Linked DNA regions of Rattus norvegicus: region 1 is linked to region 2. A link is a contact called in public Hi-C data. All regions are on one chromosome and are shown on one strand. The core of a region is the stretch at or near the end of the contact, and the rest is flanking DNA. Distances in the headings are between cores, read along the strand shown. Region 1 has its middle 160 kb from the start of Klf6. Region 2 has its middle 17 kb from the start of Klf6.

Region 1 (3,488 bases), core at 779-3,278, 140 kb after region 2:
CTAGCCTTTGATGTTCTACAGACCTTGCTTCGCTTTTGCTCAACTTTACATTCTTAGAGTTCAGCTTCAAATGGACACCCTCACCATATCAGCACTGAAGCAGGCAGAATTATTTGTGGTTTTAAAATGTTTAGTTGGGAAGCACACTGCCTTAGAAGTAGTCAAATTACTAGTGTTGTCTAATAATGATTTCCAAAAATTTCTTCATTAAGCAAATTGAGGACTATTTATGCATTTGTCTGTCTTTCAGTTTGTCTGCCTATTATCTATCATCTACTTGCCTATCAAACATCTATTATCTACCCTCTCTTTACTCTCTACCAGTCACCTATCTACCAAGCATTTATTCTCTATCTTTTATTATATATCTATTTATCATCATTGTTTCTCATCTATTTACCAATCATTTTATTATGTACCAATCATCTGTCAACTATTATCTACTGATTAATCAATAGATCTATCCTCACATCTATCAACATATATTGATAAATTGATCTATCATTTATCAGTTTTTACTCATCATCAATCAGTGCATTCATATTTATATGTTCATATTGATTTGTATGAAAATGATATAACAAAAGAGCATTTTAAAACAACGTATTTATTTATGATTGGTGTAAGTTTCCTTTTAGTCTCTAACCACTTCTCCAAAGTCTGCCAAAATTAAAAGCCAAGAGGCAAAGAACATAGCTTGGTTGGTAGAGTACTTGCCTAGCATGCATACAGTCCTGAGTTCAAACCCTAGGACTCTAGAAAGCCAAGCATTGTGGCACAGACCTGATTCTAGTAGTTGGAAGAATCAGACATTCAAGGTGATCCTAGACTATCAAGTTCAAAGGGCCATGTAAGACCCCTTTAAAATAATAAAAACAAATCACACAAAACCAACAAAAACCTTAAACAAAGCCAAATCAAGGACCCCTCTCTTAGTGTGCAGACACTTGCAATTTCATAGCATCAGTGTGTGACTAAGGATGTTATATCCTAGCTTCTCATGTTGACTATTCCTTTGACAGATGCCTGCTGAAGCTCTGGAAAATATCAGGCAGAGTGCTAGGAATTGAGAATCAAAAAAAAAAAAAATCTATTCAGGTTCTTGAAGAAGCCACATGATTAGTCAGTTGAGGTAAAATATATGTCTTTCAAATATAATAAGAACTAATTGCCAGTTCTGAGAATACTGAAGGCTGCCTAGGCCACTTTCCAAGAAGCCTGTTATCTGATGAGCATGTTTCTTCTCTGGTCTCTGGTGTCCAGACCACATTCTCTAGGGCTTTTTCTTCACAGACAGTAACAGTCTCCAAGGGATTATCCTGTGTGTATATTTGTGCTTTTCAGTGTCGGCAAAGGCACTCTGTGGCTCTGTGATGTAAACATTTATCTGCAGACCATGTGATTTGCTATCCTCAGAGCCACAACATCGTCATGGCAACAGTTTTGATAGTAGGGTAAATAGACTGATTTATAGACTCTGTCTGAAGTAGCGCACACCAGGAACATGTATCATATTCTAGACCCAGTTGTAGATGAAGTTGACCTAGGTAGTTCCAGGGAGCCAAACATTTGAAACGAGTCCCTGAAAAGCTCGAATCGGCATTGGAGTATACTGATTAGATGCCTTGGATTATGTCTACGGTCTTTCAATCAGGTTAATTTTCTCATCGACTGGCACAATTCTATTTCTCTGCCTGGTGTGGCTAAGATGTAGAAGGGAGGGTTTGGGGATTTAGCTCAGTGGTAGAGCGCTTGCCTAGCAAGCACAAGGCCCTGGGTTCGGTCCCCAGCTCTGAAAAAAAAGAAAAAAAAATGTAGAAGGTAGCATACATTTTTGGCCACCAGATGTAACTGCCCCTGACTTGAGCAGTTAACAATAGCTCAAACCTCCTTTGAAAAGAGCAAACAAAACAAGCTTAGGAAAACCCTTTCTTGCCTGAAGAGCACGTGTTCCAGAACGCGAGCTGTGGCAGACAAGCTACATTCTTCTGCAGTTGACATTCTTTCCCCACTGACTTATTTTTACTTTCTGTTTGAGTTGGCTTGCTTTTAATTTTTCCCTAAACTGGTCTCTCAGTGCTTCCTCCCTGGTAGGGTTTCCAGAGTGAAAGTCCTTTCTGCCCACTCTTCCGTAGAACTCAATGCGGACTCTTGTCCAGAGTCACTTGACGTCAAGGCTGACTTTTAAGTTTGCCAGAAAGACGTTCTTTAGGGAACAGTTGACACCATCACTTTCTCTCTTTAGAATACAGCCACAGGCTGCCGATGTTTACAGTTTACAAACTGCGTTTCTAAACAATTTAATAAGAGGGGAGACAAGGGGAGGCTTTGAACACTGACAACTATTTTAAAAGACCTATAACATCAACATGTGTTAATTCATGACTCGCTCCCCCTCCTTCTCTCCTCGAGTTTTAAAATGCTTTAAACACCATTGTTTTCAGAACACATCATTTGTTCCTATCCTCCCGAGATCATTCTATATTCTTTTCTTTGAGTGCTTGATTGAGGTGCCTTCTAGATCTTAATAAAAATCTACTGGAAAGCTTGCATTTTGCTTATTTATAATCTTGAGTCTGTAGAAATTTCTAAATGTTTGTAGTCATTTAACAATAACTTTCTTGGCTCTGCTCTCTGATATAAAAAATGATTCTTGAAACATTCTCTCTTGCCTTTCTATTTAATCCATCCCATGCCACCTTCCCCCCCCCCTTCATTTTTTTTAACAGCCTGTCACTGCGTATTTGTTTACCAAATGTTACTTTTCTTGGATCAAATCTATTTTTGAGGCATGCAAAAGCCAGCAACTGTTTGATGCTGTCAGGCCTCGGTCTTATTTATGCATGAATAACATAAATAGCTGGAAAATGACCCTAGCCTGTTTTTCTCAGATTCAGAAAGAAAAAAGTGCTTCCGGGCAATGTTTATGCCAAACTCCTCCTGCCCAACTTCCCAGGTTTGGTGCCAACTGGTGTTTGCAGCCAAGTTGTAAACCTTTGGTAAACATGACCCGTAAGGAAAAGGCCAAGACAACCTGAGCTGGGGCACCAGGGGATGGGAGTAAGTTTACTCTACGAACAAAATTCTAACAGGAACAGAAGGGGAAAATCAGCCAACTATGAAGTGCTCTCTCCACCCTCTGTAACATGGAGGAAACACAAATGATGGGTTTGACTGCTAACATCCCATTAACCCCACTTAGGCATCTTATTGGTTTCCTTTGCACTGCTTCAGAGAAGCCCAGTGCTAAATTTAAAGGACCAGCTTTTGTGTGGCCCAGTGGTTTGTTGTTTGTTTGTTTGTTTTTGTTTCTGAATGGAAACTCTAAGGAGGAGAGGAGAGAAGAGCCTTCACATTTCAGATCCCATGGTCTGGGTATAAGTACTGGCCAGAGAGCTTATGAAAGAATCAATAGGCTCTCTTAAAATAAATTCAAAGATACCCATCCATGCCTACATTTTCTTTGAGTATGCTGTGCTCTGCTGCAT
Region 2 (3,269 bases), core at 181-2,680:
ATTGAATGATTTTCGTGGCCAGTTATCACAGTTGCAAACTTTTAATAGACAAAGGTAAACTTCAGATTAGTCCTGGTCAAAAATGAAAAGTAAAAATAAAAATGTTAGTAAAACAGTAGTATTTAGTAATGTGTTAAAACTTTTATCTAAGGTTGTACTCATGTCTTTGTGCATGTGCATTTGTAACAACAACATAAAAGAGGTTATCAATTTGAGAGGAAATGGGTTAGACAAGGAGAGTTTGGGGGGAGGTAAAGAAAGGAGGGAAGTGATATATTTTAATTAAAAAATGTTTCTGAAGTTTATCTTGGGGCTGGAGAGATGGCTCGGCAGTTAAGAGTACTGACACATCTGTCTGTAACTCCAGATTCAGGACTCCTGGTGTCTTCACGTAGTGCAGTCAAAATAAACCCCAAACAAACAAACAAACAAACAAACAAACAAAGAAACCAATGAGCATAAAATAAAATTATGTTCGAAATCAGTTTATCTAAACAGAGCAGGTTCCAACTAACCATAGAAATGTTAGTATTCAGTACTGATAGTTTTCTCTCTGGTCTCTAATACCCTAACTCGTGCCTTTTAGGAATAGTAAACATATCTTCTGGAGCCTAGAACAGTCATTTGATCCTAACACTTGTGAAAAACCTGTTTTGCAACGTTTTAATAATGGCTTGTCAAGGAATTTTTTTTATTTGCTAGAATGCAGTGCATAAATTAAAATCCTGAAAACTTTAACCTCCACTTCACTTTTCTTTTCTCTCTCAACTGAGAAAAGGTATTATTTAATAAACAAACATTGTTGCTTTGTGATAGTTTGTCTTCTTTTTTTTTCAAACCAGCCAACAAAACGGAATATAATGTATGATCCTCTCTGGTCTAGCCCAGGCTGAGTCATTTCCTGTTTCAATAACAAGAATGTCATCAGCTAAACTCCAGGCAGCACAGTTTGTCACTGCGTGTGGCTTTATTTGTACATGTTGCTAGAAGGTTCTTAAGGAAAAGACACTCATCCTTTTAATACCAAAAAAAGAGACTTCCACTGAGCAACTTTGGCTCTGGTTGGTGCCTGTGAATTATTTATGCTATAACTAATCGGAGGGGGAAATGAACGCGTGCCCAGTTATATACAGTCACACTTGATGACACTGTAATTCTATCTTGGGAATTCATAATTTACTCGGGTCACCTAGGTGTTCACACCAGTGTGGAATGTTTACCTAAATGCTGAGCGCTGGGCTCCGGTGCCAGAGGATATCAGAACTGAGAATGGAAAGGCCGGGAGGTTGCCTGGCTTTGCAGGCCTCTCTGATTTCTTCCTCTAAAGGTTCCAAGATTCTTTTCCTAGAATCAGCAGAGGGAGTTTGCACTGTTTACTTGGTCAGCGCTCAGCGCACAGTGTTCTCGGGGTTGGTTTCCCTCAGACCCACCGCCATGCTGATTGTAAATGACTCATCCGCATGAGTCAGCGGCTTCAAGAGGAGATAGCTATCTTTTGCCTTTGTGCTACTATTTTGCCAAATTGGTGTTGCCCAGCTGCTGCAGATTCCAAACGGTGTGCCTGTTTCTGTAACCCAGAAAACGCGGTCCAGGGTTCAGGCGACATTCTGGAGTAGGATTTAGACTTATCAGACCCCTTTAATGTCTTAGTTGGCTTGAGTAAGTTTCTCAAATCAGGGGAAGCATATCGGGAACCTTCTAGGTCTTACCTGTGAGAAGCCATTCTGATGACTCATGGAGATGGGACATTCCCCCTCGATTAAGGATTAAGGATTAAAACAGAACAAAAAAGAATCCTATTAGAATCCTTAACCAAAAGAATTCCACTTTCGTCCTGGCTTAAAAAATCTTATTGCCTGTAATACAGAAGCATACGGATTTTAATGACCGCTCTTTCAAAACCCTCATAGAGAATTATATTATGACTCCATCTCCCCCTCCAGTGTATTTTAAAAATTCATCAGAGTCTAACGATACAGGCATCATTTGCTTGCAATAATTAACATCTTATTTGCATTCAGTCTGACTCTAAGTTCTACATAAGTGTCTAAGGCGGTGATAGGCAGGGTAGAATTGTTAAGTAAATGTTTACTGTAGGTTATAAAATATGAATAAAACGGGCATGGCTGTTTTCCTGCTACTTGCTGCCGCAGGGTTACATTCTGGGTGAGCAACATGTGACCACCTCTGAATCAGTTACAACTGTAACTGCAAGTCTCATTCAAGGAGATCCTGTGGACCTGGCTCCTTCATGAGTTGCTAGGCTTCAGTTTCATAAACACCACTGAAGAATCTGTTGCTATGTAACTTCCAACACCCTTGGATACATCCCGTCCCCCATTCTCTTAGGGGAAGATGATGTCTTTATTGGGAAAAGCCCCTTCCTTAAGAGGTGGCCCACCCTGTGTCCATGGCCATAGACACAGATTATTCCCAATCACACATTCTCTATTTGAGGATAGAGAAATAGCTTAATGGATCTCAGTCCACTTATGATGGTCCCTCATCGGCAGTCAGAAGCAGTCCCATGGAGCTTGGAAGACATACAAAGACTACCACGAATTACTTGAATTTACCAGGAGTTTACAGGCTGAGTCTTAACCAGGCTACTCACTTCCTGCTTTGCCTCCAACAGAACCGGTTCAATCCTGTAATTATCTCCACTCCGTCCTAGCCCTCCGGGCTCCCTCCTTGGTGGTCAGGGTTTTGCAGCCAGAGACTCGACCTTTACCATACATTGATTGTTCAACGTGTTTTAAGATAAGGAATTCCAAAGACTTCTTAAATCCGTGGCTTTCAGAACTGTGCTGAGACCTGGGCTAAAAAGCTCTAGGTCTGGTTATCCACAATAACCTGACATTTTAGTCAACATTTCTCCCCACCAGCCTGGACCACAGCAAAGAAACACGAGCAGCTCCTCCATTACCTCGAACTTGCTGTGGCCTTTGCTTGCCTTCCATTTGCTGCTCCAATTCCTTCCTTCGATCCCAATTAAACTCGGTCTCCCTGAACTACTTCGCAGACTCAGTGGGTCTCTTTCTCCTTGGGTAATAATTCCACTATCGGCTTGAAAATGACATTCTCATCTACATTTTTAGTGGTGTGTGTTCAGTTTAGATGGTCAAAAATGGGCAGGGTTCCTCTCCCGCCCAGCACATTTAGATGCCCGTCACCACAGAACGAACATTCTAGTTATGTTTCTGTGGACAAGCAAGCCAGCCTCCTCTCCAAGCCTCAGTTTCCTTATGTGTACCATGAGAGTCCAAAAC

What was found. A called contact is a pair of places that touch in the nucleus more often than the background predicts.
Region 1: a contact with region 2 is called in a Hi-C map of Schwann cells, with 4 times the contacts expected there. The contact joins two enhancer-like sites. A contact is called at or near these places in 5 of 12 Hi-C or Micro-C datasets (the Rat2 cell line, Schwann cells, frontal cortex and 2 more).

What each region holds. Positions count from the first base shown.
Region 1 is chr17:69,612,158-69,615,645 of GRCr8, forward strand. No RefSeq gene overlaps it. Among named protein-coding and RNA genes, the nearest start is that of Klf6, 160 kb to the left of the region's middle. Within about 2 kb of position 2,029, at least 29 of the 93 cell types and tissues checked have an H3K27ac peak or open chromatin away from gene starts, as enhancers often do. A contact at or near this core is called in Schwann cells, where this site is marked.
Region 2 is chr17:69,473,726-69,476,994 of GRCr8, forward strand. No RefSeq gene overlaps it. Among named protein-coding and RNA genes, the nearest start is that of Klf6, 17 kb to the left of the region's middle. Within about 2 kb of position 1,431, at least 34 of the 93 cell types and tissues checked have an H3K27ac peak or open chromatin away from gene starts, as enhancers often do. A contact at or near this core is called in Schwann cells, where this site is marked.